2 separate regions of the Triticum aestivum genome follow, and region 2 is linked to region 1. The links are chromatin contacts, called in public Hi-C maps. All regions are on one chromosome and are shown on one strand. The core of a region is the stretch at or near the end of the contact, and the rest is flanking DNA. Distances in the headings are between cores, read along the strand shown.

Region 1 (7,230 bases), core at 4,365-6,864:
TCCGATCCCCCGCCCTAGATCAGCTCGAGGAGTTCACTTTTGATGATGGGCATATGCGCTCGCTGCCAACGTCCATGCTCCGCCTCGGGCCCACATTGTGCGTCACCAAATTCAGGAACTGCCATCCCCCTTAATGACACGCCCGCTCTTATTCTACCACGACTGAAGCACCTCAAGCTCATCGTCGTCTGCCTCCCAAATGGTGACATGGAGTGCCTGCTCCGTGGCTGTACTGCACTCGAGTACCTTCGTCTTCAGGTGATCAATGGGCTAAGTAGCTTCCACATAACCTCCATGACTCTCCGGACTATTTATGTGTATTGCTAGTGCAGCAAGAAGACATCACAAGATCTGTACCATGGTATAGTCATTCAGGACACACCTTCACTTGAGATTACTTGTAGTTGATCAAGAAGGTCCAACAAGAATCAATGTCATTTCTGCGCCGAAATTGGCAGTGGTGGGCTACTCGTCTGACAAATACTCTGAACTTGTTATTGGATCCACACCCGTTCAGGTATACAACAGCCGCCTTTTACCTCACCTTCTAGAAATTAATATTATTTCTAATTTTGAAGATGTATGTTCGTCTGTCATCCAGAAAATGATTCCAACAAGCTTCACCCCAAAATTATGCACAGTGAAGGTCTTGGCACTAGAATCTATCGGCCCCAACCTAGAGCAAGTTGTCAGTTTCCTGAGATGCTTTCCATGCCTGGAGAAGCTATATATCGAGGTGATGTTCCTTTCCTGTTAAATGTTAACCATAAGGGAGTTCAATTTCTGACACATTTTTCCAAGTTTACAGTGACATTTTTCTAGAATGTAATCAAATGCCCATGTTAATCATGTCGGATCGAAGATGGCATGTTAGTGCATTTTACAAATCCTGCAAACCAAACAGGCATGTAGTAGTGTTCAAAACTACATGTAGGCACTAACATGTTTTCTTCTTTTGCGGATAAGATTAGGCCGGTGGTGGATAATGTGATAAAATATAACAATCACGTCGAATGCCTAGATCTGCATCTCTCAGAAATTACTTTGAACTCCTACCGAGAGACCTTACCGGAGATTATATTCGTTAGGTTCTTTGTTGTCAGAGCAAGGGTGCTGAAGGTAATGAGGTTTGCCCTACATTTATTTCGCAAAAATGAATGGTCTGTTGATCAGCGTCAGCGGCTGTGGCAAAATGGAATAGGCTCCAAAAATTCTGAATTTCATTTTGGAACTTCAGATGACAGAGTAACCGGAAGTCATCGTGTCAACCCCATACATGACTTCTTAGTGGCTGACCCCTTTGTGAAAATTATGAGGTTTCGAAACCAGACTTAAAAGTGGTAATATTAGTTTGAACCTCTCTGATATCCATGTTCAGCGGATCAGCGTGAGCGTTTGCAGCTGATGAGCTGAATTTCATTTCTAATATCATTTTGAACCTTGTAATCTTTGAATTTGAGCCATATAACTCTGGAATTTGGACCTTGTAATATTTTGAGCTTTTGTGGTACAATGTTGAAATGGCATCGTATGAGACTCGTATATTGTAGCACTATTTTGACCTTAATATGCAATGGACTTAGATTTTTATTAACCATTCTGGAATCTATTTACCTTGTCGATCTCATAGCACACGATATGTATAGCGAAATCGACTGCGATCTTCAACATTATTGCACATAGTTGGTTTCTTCAACCATGTGCCCTGTAGAGCGCAGAATTAATTATCGCACTCGAGTGTCCATCATCACCCTTCTGTGTAGCTTTGACCTCATCACCCAGGGGTAAAATTATGACCGAAGTCATTCCACACACTTCGTTTTTACAAAGCTTTTTGCCAATAAACGCCCACAATTTTCCCCTCTTCTAGCCGACGCGTGGCCAAACTAGCCGGGTGGGAAGCTTGCGCGGTAAACTGCGCGATAGCGCAGGAACAGGCTCAACGACGATACATTTGGCACCTCTTCGAGCCCACGTGTGGTCCAACAAAACGCGTGCGGTGCCGTGTTGTCAGGCGTGCACTGGAATCCTCCGCTATGAATGTCGTGACAAGACGTGACGATTATAGGCCGACCCCCATTTATTACAACGACCATTTAACCCTTGTATCTCTTCAACATTCAACCATTTGATCGTGCCCCACCATTGCAAGAAGCACACCCACCATGACAAATTCTTAGAGGGGTATCCTGTGCGGCTCCAATGGCGCTCCGAGCGGCTGCTGTCGACGAGCAGCAGTTCACCATGCATGCCGTGGTGGACACCCACAGAAGGTTCACGGAGCTCTCGGTGGTGTACACCAACAACCCGGTCTGGGTGGAGCACTCCATCCACATCATGGAGTTGTTGCTTGCCGAGGAGAAGTACAAGGTGGTCGGGTTCGACCTCGAGTACACCCACGCTCGTGTCGGGTCTCGTCCCAAGGTCGTCGTTGCCTAGATGTGTGTGCGCAACCATGTCCTCATCTACCACTACTGCCTGGCCACAAGGCCTTGCGAGCGTTTCGCCAAGTTTGTCAACAACCCCCACTACGTGTTCACTACGGTGGACATCACCAATGATGTAAACGTGCTCAAGAATTCGGGCATCGCCTGCCAAAATCTTGTCGACATCCAGGGCCAATACAAGATCTGGGGCAGCAAGGAGCATGAGAAATACTCACTGGTTCACCTTGCCGAGGCCATCATCGACCCCTACTACAGAGACATGAAGGATTCCTGTAACAAGGACAAGCGTGCATGGCACTCGGCCTGGATGGAGAAACTCGACAAAGCTCACATCGTGTACGCAGCCAAGGAGGTGTACACGAGCTACGCCATGTACAAGCGGATCGTTGACATGAGGAAGTGCCTCCTTCCCCAAAATGGCCAGGGATCCAGCTGGGAGCAGAGCAATGGCAAGCGTCATCGCAACAATAAGTAGATGATTAGATGCTCGTTTCTCCTAGTTTAGTATGCATGTAATTGCTTACTTTGGTGTGTGGAAATATTATGTGTGTAGTCACGTGTGTAATTGTATGCTTAATTTGGTTTTGTAATGTTGTCTTTTTAAGTATATATGTTGAGGCTCTGTAGACAGAGCAAATCACATCGCACGTGGACTAAACAATGGAACCCGTCGGTGATGATTTCATCAATCACTAACAATTGTATACCAGCAATCGTTTGCTCACAACACACACGGCTTGTTAACAGGAATCGTCTGTGTTGTGGTCGGTCTTCCCACATGTTTCTGATTACAGACCTGTTTGTCGCGTATCACGCACATCTTGTTAACTTGAACCGTTTCTGTTCTCTTGGCTCAACGCAAACAGTTCATCCGAGTGAACTGTATGCCGTAGATCGCACATGCCTTCATCTGGCTGCCCGTTTCTGTTGTTCCGCCTCATCACAAACAGTTTATCCGAGTGAATTGTATGCCGTATATCGCACACGCCTTCATCTGGATGCCCGTTTCTTTTGTTCTGCCTCATCACAAACAGTTCATTGAACTGAACTGTATGCCCCGCATCGCACACGCAACTAAAATCTGAACCATGTTTAATGTATCCGCCATCGCAAATGTTTTGCATCTTTTTTGACGGTTATTTTGCATCACCGTCTGCGATTAATGCATCAAACACAGTTTCGTCAAAGGGTCTCTGATCGTAGTGTCGCATTAGTAGCATCCTGAAGTAGTGTTGATACCTGAAAATCCTAACGTGGTGGGGGTGGGAGGGTATAGGCCAATCAACTTAGTGCATACCTTTCCAAGGCTTGTCTCTAAACTACCATTAGTTAGGCTTAGGCCCCGGATGGTGATTTGTTAGTGCAAACTCATCAACTTTTATTAAGGGGTGAAATCTTCATGAGAACTTCACTCTGGTTTGGCAATTTGCACAAGATTCATCAGAGGAAAAGCTAAACATGTGATTCTCAAACTAGACATCTCCCGTGCATTTGAATTCCTTTCTTTGTTTTCCTCTTTGAGATTCTCCATGAAAAATGTTTCTCTGGAAGATGGGTGAAGTGGATTGCAATTTTGTCTCCTTGGCAAGCACTCTGAGTGGTTGCAGTGGCATTGGGGGAAACAATGTTGTGCAAGTCACTATATTTAGGCAGGGTGATCACATCTCACCACAGATCTTTGCCATTGCGATGCATGCATTGATCTCGCTCATGCAAGGATGTTCACTTTTGAACTGTTTATATATCTATGCCAACGAGATTATCTTGTTCATCAGGCCATCTCGAATTGACCATAACTTTGCAAGAAAGGTGATGAATATCATCTGAATGGCCTTTGGTCTGCAAATCAATTATGTAAAATCCTTGGTTATTCTTATCTGTGTAGAAGACTGAGGCAGAGAGTTAGTGGTTGCTTCTCTACCTTGTATATTGACTAGTTTTAAATAAAAATATCTTGTTTTGTAACTTTCTATGGGATGTCAGCCAAGTCTAAATGGCAGCCCGCTCTTGATAAAATTATGAAACTTTTTCCATCATGGCAAAAAGGATGATCTAACTCGGAGGGCATTTGACCCTAGTTAACATTGTGATCTATGCTAAACCCACACACCATATATTAGTTGTCAAGATGGTTGCCGAATCATGCGATCGATCAGAGGAAATAAGGTCCTATGCGGGCGCTTAGGACAGGCGCTAGGATTATTTTCCCTGCCAATTAGCAGTTAATCGGTTGAATCCTGGTGTTGCGCAAGGCGTCGATGCAAGGTGTTGCGTTGAGCGCTTGCTCCTTTTTCTGCCTGCGGGAAGCACTCGACTATTTAATTTACTCAACAGAATAAGCGTCCACCGTTGCATGCGAGGGCCCTTAGGTGCTTTTTCTATTTTACTATCTTTATGTTTTTTTGCTGGTAAGCGCCTGTATAAGCGGTTGGCATTGTAGATGCCCTAATGTGTTGTTGGGAAACATAGTAGAAAACACACAAAAAATCCGTGCCTACGGACACCCAAGATCAATATGAAGGTGCATAACAGGTTGGGATCACGAACGTTACCGTCACCGAGTTGAAGAGGAAGATGAACGTGTCGGTGTAGATCGTATTTGGAGTCCCTCGAACCGTCTATGAACGTTTCCCCAAACTGTCCACGAATAGTCCCTCGAACCGAATACCGAAAGCATGGCTTCTCTACTTGGTTGCAAGCATGCCAGCATTTGCGTCGTTGCGGTGCTTGCGGGGCGGGTCACCGCCGCGGCCGTCGAGCCCCCCTCTCGCCTCAGGTGACTAAATTCGCTCGAAAACGACACCGAAAGTCGCTCGATTTGTCGCCAAAGTGCAAGCAACGCGACGAAGGTTAATGGAGGAAAGAGGGATGGGAAGCCAAAATCGTCCCGGAGCCGGCATATATACCAGAATCGCAAGCGGTTTACGGCCTCCCGTAACGATTTTACGAGCCGGGCCGTTTTTACCGGACCTAGTGTTGCCGGATGTTTTGACCGTCCCGTAGAGCCGTCAGAAAAATGCGACCCAAGGACGTTATACAGGATGTGCTAGAGATGCTCTCATATTTCTTCTTCTTTTTTTGAGGGAATGCTCTCTCTCTTCTTTTTTTTTTTTTTGAGGGAGTACATAGCAAAACGAAAGGAAGAACGCGGTCGAAGAAAAGGGGCATGTGTACACAATTAAACCACCGGGGGACAAATAGGAAAATGGTATCGACTTCGTTTTGCCTCCTCACTGTTTTGAAGCACAGGAAGTCACCGATCGCCACTTCGCCAGTGACATGAATCTTGCGAAGTAAACCACCCACGTTCCCCCCTCGTCCCACAACCGACGCGCACACGATGTCCTCGCCTGAGGCAGAGACCTCGCCGCCGTCCACCGTGTCCTGCGCAACGCCTCGGCCGCTGGCAACCGCGCCATCCCTGAGGCCCGCACTCCTCCGCGCGGCGCGAAGCGGCGACGAGCGGCGGCTCGTGAAGGAGCTCCTCGCGGACCCGTCCGCGCCCGACCTCGAGACCGCTACCACCGCAGGAGGCAACACGCTCCTGCACGTGGCCGCTTCCGGCGGGCACGCGGCACTCGCGGCGCTCCTCCTCCGCCGCGCCTCTGGCCTCCTCGCCGCCTGCAACGCCGCTCTGGACACGCCGCTCCACCTCGCTGCTCGCGCCGGGGCCCACAAGGTCGCCGCCCTCCTCATTGCTTCCTCCCCCTCCACCTCGTCCTTGCGCGCCCTCACCCGCGCCACCAACAAGCGCGGCGAGACGGCGCTTCACGACGCGGTGCGGGGCGGGCACGAGGCCGCGGCGCGTGCGCTGGCCGCCGCGGACCCGGGGCTCGCGGGGCTGTGCGGTGGCGCGGGGGAGACACCGATTTACATGGCAACGGCCGCAGGATCACTTGGGATGGTGCGCGCTCTTGTGAAGTCGTATAAGAACGACGACGCCGACGAAGATGAGGCGCCAAAATTGTGTTCGTGCACGGGCCCGGGAAGGCGCACGGCGCTGCACGCCGCTGTCCTCACGAGTAACGGTGAGTGCCTGATGAGACATCGCCTTGTATTTAGTTGGTTATTGCCTTATTGGCAACTCTGCAAGATGCTTGTCTGAAGTATTTTCTTCACCTGTAATTGACTGGAATAATCTTTAATTGGACTATAGCTCAGTTGAGATTAGAAATTACTTCTAAATCAAGCGGTAGGGTACTCTTTCTTGGTTCTCTTTAATATAACAATTTGCTTTCAGGTGATTCTGTTTTGAATTTTAGTGTAGGTTAGGTTCTGCTCTGTTTGATTCTGCTTTACATTTCAGTAGAGAAAAAAAGAAGTTATAGGCTAGGTTCACACTTGTACTCAACTAGTAAATTCGAACAGTACCAACTAGCAATGTTGGGTTCGGGGTATCTGGGTCGCATTGAGCAAGCTGTCAAGAGTAAGGCCAACTCCACCGCACGACCCCAAATTGTCCGGGTCTGTCCGTTTGAGGTAAAACGGACAGATCAGACGTCCCAACGCGCGACCCTATCCTAAAAAAACGTCCGTTTCTGGTCCGCCCCGACCCATCCTGGGAGCAAAGTTGGTCTGGGTTTGGGTCTGAAACGGACACGGGCGGACGAATCTTGCGTGCTCCTCGTCCGGGTAGTGTCCTCTGCATGTGAGGCCTGACCCACCTGTCATCCTCTCTCTCCACTGGCCCACCATGAGCACCCACCACCTCTCTCCACCTTTTTTCCAGTCTCTTCTCTGCTCCATGCACACTACCCATGCCGATGCCGAGGCTCGTGGTCCG
Region 2 (7,411 bases), core at 113-2,612, 490 kb before region 1:
AAAGATACTTGTTTCTAAAAAGGAGATGAAAATTATACCTGCAAAGTGCCCCTGGTAAACCTCAAAGATAAAGAATCGGTAACCAATTAGCCTTGCGATCTTATGATCTGCAATCTCTTCTGAAGCTGCAGACATGACCGTGTGAACCATCTAAAAGCAAAGGAGCAGATGAAGATCATGTTAATACATTTATCCAACATATAATCAAACATCCCTCCTCCCTGGAACCTAGCTCGACCACTAATTCCAATCAAGACAGCACATAAAAAAACATTGTTGAAATCCAGCTAGACCACCGATCCAAATAATCAAAAGAAGAATGATACAGAAGTCCTTTTCCTTGCAACCTATACACACCACTGATTCCAAACAAGTCTGCACCATAATTCCCCATCTTTAGAATCTAGCTACACCACTCATCCAAAAAATCACCATATTTGGAACCTAGCTGAACGTGAGAACGTACCGCACAACAAGAACGTAGCTAGACCACCAATCCAATGCCTAGTACTGCCCCCTCTCATCAGACGGGAAGAAAGAAGGGTCACCAAAAAGGGGAGGACGAAATGAGGAGAAGAATCTCACCTGTGGCCGGTGTGGTCGCTGGAAGTAGAGGCGAAGAAAAAGCCTGGTGCAGCGCGTGGATGCGGGCCGGCCTGATGACAGTGGTGGTGGCGCCCTCCTCGTCGATCTACTGCAGGAGCACCATATCGAGCCAATGGAGCGAGCTGTTGGTGTCGCCCAGAGCGCAACCAATCGAGACGGCGCGCTCCGCCTGGCTCCTCCCCTCGACGGCACCTGGCTCCTCCCGTCCACTGGAGCGCGATATGGCGCGCTAGCTTGACGGGGTTGTGGCCGCGTGCCTTCCGGATGCCGCAGCGCCGTTCCCCTTCTCCCTTGGTCGTCGTCATCGCCTGCTGCCCTGCTCGGCTTCTCCCTTGGTCGTCGTCGTCGCCTGCTGCCCTGCTCGGCCAGTCGGCAGATCCCCTCACGCCACCACCGAAACGGAATCGGGGAGACCGGAGACGTGCTCCTCCGCCTCCGCCTCGCACCCCATCGAGTCACGGCCGCTTGCCTGCTTCGAGCCTTCACTTCACCTGCTCTCGCCCACTCACTGCATGACGTCCCTGGGGACGAGCTCACGGACGGGGAGGGCAGGCGCCCACTCGCCGTCGCATCGCAGGGCGGCATGGTCGGATTGGATCCGGCGCATCGCCTCGAGGGCCGTGCGGGCGCGGTGTGAGGGGAGGAGGACTGGCGACGACGGCGGCGGCACAGAGGAGAGGAGGGGGTAGGGTTACGGGAGGGGAGCCGCGAGGCGAGGAAGGAGCGGGGCTACACGCGGGCAGGAGGCGGCGGCTAGGTTTTGGCTCGCTGCATTTATACGCCACCAGGTGAAATGACGGAAGTACCCCCGGCGGGCCACCATATTTACAGGCGGTGGCATGGCGACTCCGAGCGGACGGCCAGGGTCGCTGCGGGCTCGATTGACGGTTAGAATCTGTCCACCCGGAGATCCGACGGCTAGGACACGCTCGGGAAGACGATCGGACGGCTGCGAGGGTACATGGCCTGAGATTGCGTCATTTTTGCTCAGACTCTAACAATGGGATGACTAATAGCAGAGCCGGTTGCCAGCTCTATGCTAGTGCCACATCTACCGTAGCCTTCCTACAAAAATAGTCATATAAGGCTGGCCATAGTGGGGTAACATAACTAGTATCATGTACTTGAGACTCGCAAACATGCTTATGTGACAGGCAATTAAAGAAGAGAGAGGGTAGTAGTAACATAGGTAGATACCGTATCATAATAAATGTTATGCTACTATGTGTCATGCATGGCAATAAATGAGACCATCTATAATACTACTTTATAATACTATGCACTATGGATATAGTATCATACACTAGTATCATATGCATGATACTAGTATATATTACTCTTCACTATGACCAGCCTAATAAGCTGACAAGAGCTATAATAATCAATGCTTGCATGCAGAGATAGGCAAAGAAAACGCATGGTGATTGGCCGGTAGCAATAAGCGTCGGCCTTAAGTCTTGCCACGGGCTTCATGCTGGCTCAATTTTATTGTAGATTGTGTTGTAGCCCCGCGATACATGGAACGCCGACTTCCTTCTCTCTTTGGCTTTCTCTCCCATTCAACTAGGATTTTACAGACGTGGAGTATTTTATAGCCTGCTAAGTAAGATCTATTATACTTTCTCTTAGGAACGGAGGAAGTAAATCTTAGTGGGCTGTTAGCTATTGCCCCTCAAATCATGTTGGGACGCTCCCCGGATGAGAAGAACAATGATCGGATTAACCTCCCCCGGATGCAGTTGTTTAACGACTGGATCGCGGAGCTTGGTCTCCATGAATTAGAGCGGACGGGCGCCCGGTTCACTTGGACAAACCGCCAAGTTAACCCGACGCGCTCCGTATTGGATCGCGTCCTAGTCTCCCCGGAATGGAAATTACGCTGCCCCCAGGCGTCGCTTCGGACGATTACCCGAATTGGGTCTGACCACGTTCCTCTCCTCCTCTCCACCGCGGACGAGCGTCCCCCCACCCCACCGCGGTTTCGGTTTGAGCTCTTCTGGCTTAACCAGGCGGGCTTTCGAGACGCGGTCATTGCCAGATGGATCTCTGCTCGTGCTTCCCCTCATCGCGTCATGTCCGCTGTCGACTCGTGGCACTTCTGTGCCAAGCTCGCCCGCCAATTCATGAAGGGCTAGGGTGCTAACCTTGGCCAGGACCTCCGCGAGTGCAAAAGGGCTCTCCTGCTGGCTATTCAAGCTTGGACGCCCGTGCCGACACCTCCAGAATCTCCCCGGATGAGTGGATGCTGAGATATGATCTCGAGGATCAACTCTCAACCATCTACACAGATGAGGAAGCCTACTGGAGGTTGCGCAGCACTCAAAGATGGGTGCTTCGTGGCGATGCGAACACCGCATATTTCCAGGCGGTCGCGAACGGCCGGCGTCGTCGGAACTCCATACACTGCCTGTGGAATGGAGACACGCCTCTCGTTCGCCCCTCGACCATCCGCGCTCATGTTGACGGTTTCTACAAGGCGCTTTTTACCCCCCACCCCTCGGGGTGGGGCTAGTCTCGCCCCCGATATCTGGATGGGGTGTTGGTATTCCACGAAGTCCTCCACGAAGTCCGGGTGAAACACCATCGAGCGGTCTTCTTGAAACTTGTGACGCCCGGGTAATTAAGCTACAGTAATCCCCGCTAATGATGCCACGTCACCTCGGTTACTGTGGATAAACTCGCGTTAGTTCGGAACCTAGTTCGAATTTCAAATTCAAAATCGAGCAAACAATAAAAGTTTTCAAATATTAAAATTTAAATGTCCTGAGTGAACCAAATAATACATAGGTAATTATGGTGGAGAAACCAAACTTTGATAAAATGCTTAAAGGCCCTAAAACAATTAAAACAATAGTGAAAACAATTAAACAAATGCCTATTGAATTTATAAAATGCTAACACTATTTTATTATGGGTTAAGAATTAATCTTGTAGTAGTTTATTGGTAAATACAAATTAGGCACTAGTGGTAATTTTATAAAACTGGAAATAAAAGAAACTACAAATAAAAAGAGACAAGAAAATATATAAAAAAGGAAAATAGAAAACAGGGCACCCCCCCGCTGGGCCAAGTGGCCCAGCTGGCCTCAGCCTCCCGAACGGGCTGGCCCGCCCCACGGCCCAGCCGGCCGCCCCCTGGCCTATAGGCCACCCACACCCTAGAAACCCTAACCCCCACTCCCACTCGCCCCACTCCTCTCTCCCCCTCCCCACGACCGCACGCCCCTCTTCCCTTCCCCGATCCAGATCGGGATCGGGGGGACGAACCTCCCCACGGCGCTCGGACCCGGTCGCCTCGTCCTCGCCACCCAGCGGCGCCGAGCACCGCCACCCCTCCCCCTCGCCTTCTCCTCGACGGACCCCCGCCCGACGCCGTCACCCGTCGCCTCCATCTCGCCCTCGTCCGTCGCCACGCCCCCCACGCCGCCTGGAACGCCGCTTCGCCGACCGCCTCCTCATCTCCTCCCCGCCGCCCGACGTGCTCGACGCCGGCCCCGCATCGCCACGCGCCGTCGTCGGACCCTGCCGGAACGCCTCCTCGGCTCCACCGCTCCCCGCCGTCGCGTTCGCCCTGCACCGGGCCTTCTCTGCAACGCGGGTGAGGAACCCCACCGGCCTCCCTCCGCCCCCCTGCTCACCGCGCCGAACACCCGCGCCCTGCTACAGCCTGCTCGTCGCCCCTCCACTGGCCACCAACGGCCGCCGCTCGGCCTTCCCGCACAGCCCCGCCTAGCCCCGCCTCGACACTGCTCCGGTCGAGGCCAAGGCCACCGTGTGCCTGCCCCTTCGCCCACGGGTCGCAGCTCCCCCACGGGCACGCGCCCGTTCGGGCGCCCGCACCGCCCTGTGCCCGCTAAGCCCCCCCGGGCCACTGTCTAGGGGGCCCCACGCCCCATAATGTTTTACACAAAAAAAGGATTAAAAAAATTAATTAAAATAAATACAATTAATAATTATTAATTAATTAATTATCTAATGAATTAATTAAGTTAATTAATCTGGTTTAATTAATTTAATTAACTAGTTAGGTTAACTAAATAGTAATTAAATTAATTAATCTGCAATTAACCTAAACAGAGAATGACAGGTGGGTCCCCCTGGACCCACCTGTCTGGTTGACCAAGTCAACCCTGTTGACTGCTGACGTCAGCATGCATCATGCTGACGTCATAAATTCATTTTTTGAATTAAATAATTAATTAATTAAATTCCAGAAATTAATAAAATCTTTAGAAAATCATATCTTTTAATCCGTAACTCAGATTAAAATATTTTCAACATGAAAGTTGCTCAGAACGATGAGACGATTCCGGATCCGTTCGTCCGTCACGCGTCCCTAACATAGTGAACCTGCAACATTTCACCTCCGGTCCATCTATCCGAAAACACGGAACACCGGGAATACTTTCCCGGATGATTTCCCCCTTCGCCAGCATCACCTCATACTGCGTTAGAACACACCTAGCACCGCTCTTTGTCATGTCTTGCGTCGTCTTGCTTATGTTTGCACTGTATTTATTGTTTCTTTCCCCTCTTCTCTTCGGTAGACTACGAGACCGACGCTGCTGCTGCCCAGTTCGACTACGGAGTTGACGACCCCTCTCTCTTGCCAGAGCAACCAGGCAAGCCCCCCCCCCTTGATCACCAGATATCGCCTATTCTCTTCTATACTGCTTGCATTAGAGTAGTGTAGCCTGTTACTGCTTTCCGTTGATCCTATTCTGATGCATAGCCTGACATTGTTGCTACATCTGTTGATACCTTACCTGCAATCCTAAATGCTTAGTATAGGATGCTAGTTTATCATCATTGGCCCTACATTCTTGTCAGTCTGCGTTGCTATACTATTGGGCCGTGATCACTCGGGAGGTGATCACGGGTATATACTATACATACATACATACTTTACAGATGGTGACTAAAGTCGGGTCAGCTCGAAGAGTACCCGCGAGTGATTCACGGATTGGGGGCTGAAAGGACCTTTGTCCCGACGGCCCTCTGTGTGGATCTTTGTGGCGGAGCGACAGGGCAGGTTAAGACCGCCTAGGAGAGAGGTGGGCCTGGCCCTGTTCGGCGTTCGCGGATACTTAACACGCTTAACGAGATCTTGGTATTTGATCTGAGTTGGCTACGAGCCTATACGCACTAACCAACTACGTGGGAAAGATATGGGCACTCGGCGTCGTGGTATCAGCCGAAGCACTTCGTGACGCCAGCGACTGAGTGGCGCGCGCCGGATTGGAACGTAAGCCTGCTCTTGTATTAAGGGGGCTAGTTCTGCTTTCGGCCGCGTACGCAACGTGCAGGTGTGCTATGGGCGATGGGCCCAGACCCCTGTGCGCTTAGGTTTAGACCGGCGTGTTGGCCTCTCTGTTGTGCCTAGGTGGGGCTGCGACGTGTTGATCTTCCGCGGCCGGGCATGACCCAGGAAAGTGTGTGCGGTCAAATGGGATCAAGCGTGTTGGGTAAGTTGATGCACCCCTGCAGGGAAGTTAATCTATTCGAATAGCCGTGATCTTCGATAACAGGACGACTTGGAGTTGTACCTTGACCTTATGACAACTAGAACCGGATACCTAATAAAACACACCCTTCCAAGTTCCACAGACAACCCGGTGATCGCTTTTCTACAGGGCGACGAGAGGAGGATCGCCGGGTAGGGTTATGCTATGCGATGCTACTTGGAGATGCTGCTTGGAGATGCTACTTGAAGATGCTACTTGGAGGACTTCAATCTACTCTCTCCTACATGCTGCAAGACGGAGGCTGCCAGAAGCGTAGTCTTCGACAGGATTAGCTATCCCCCTTTTATTCTGGCATTCTGCAGTTCAGTCCACCGATATGGCCCTTTACACATATACCCATGCATATGTAGTGTAGCTCCTTGCTTGCGAGTACTTTGGATGAGTACTCACGGTTGCTTTCTCCCCCCTTTTTTCCCCTTTCCTTTCTTTCTGGTCGACGCAACCAGATGCTGGAGTCCAGGAGTCAGACGCCACCGTCGACGACGACCCCTACTACACCGGAGGTGCCTACTACTACGTGTTGCCCGCTGACGACGACCTGGAGTAGTTTAGGAGGATCCCAGGCAGGAGGCCTGCGCCTCTTTCGATCTGTATCCCAGTTTGTGCTAGCCTTCTTAAGGCAGACTTGTTTAACTTATGTCTGTACTCAGATATTGTTGCTTCCGCTGACTCGTCTATGATCGAGCACTTGTATTCGAGCCCTCGAGGCCCCTGGCTTGTATTGTGATGCTTGTATGACGCATTTATGTTTTAGAGTTGTGTTGTGATATCTTCCCGTGAGTCCCTGATCTTGATCGTACACGTTTGCGTGCATGATTAGTGTACGATTGAATCGGGGGCGTCACAAAACTAGACTTCCACAAAGCGTACGACACGGTCCACTGGCCCTTCCTATGGGAAGTGCTGCTCCGAAAGGGCTTTGACGACCGTTGGGTGACCCGCGTCATGCAGCTGGTCTCCTGCGGCCGGACTGCGGTGAACATTAACGGTGACATTGGGCCCTACTTCCCTACCCTCTGTGGTATTCGTCAGGGTGACCCATTCTCGCCGTTCCTGTTCAACATGGTGGTGGATGCCCTGGCCTCCATCCTCGGCAAGGCCAAGGATGCCGGCCATATCCGCGGCATCGTGCCCCACCTAGTCAGAGGGGGAGGGGTCTCCCTCCTTCAGTATGCGGATGATACCATAATAATGGTCGAGCGGTCTGTTCAGGACATTGCTAACTTGAAGTTCCTCCTCCTGTGCTTCCAACAGATGTCGGGTCTAACCATAAACTCCGA

Evidence for each region. A called contact is a pair of places that touch in the nucleus more often than the background predicts.
Region 2: a Hi-C map of leaf shows a contact between it and region 1, with 3 times the contacts expected there. The contact joins the promoter of LOC123044648 here to the promoter of LOC123044647 in region 1. A contact is called at or near these places in 2 of 5 Hi-C or Micro-C datasets (both in leaf).

Annotation. Positions count from the first base shown.
Region 1 is chr2B:256,615,467-256,622,696 of IWGSC CS RefSeq v2.1, reverse strand. LOC123044647 (protein ACCELERATED CELL DEATH 6) reads left to right here and starts at 5,614. Exons shown (of 3, transcript XM_044467449.1): 1 at 5,614-6,475. The coding sequence starts at 5,788.
Region 2 is chr2B:257,102,490-257,109,900 of IWGSC CS RefSeq v2.1, reverse strand. It overlaps LOC123044648, which reads right to left and starts at 1,362. Exons shown (of 5, transcript XR_006420219.1): 1 at 586-1,362; 2 at 39-150.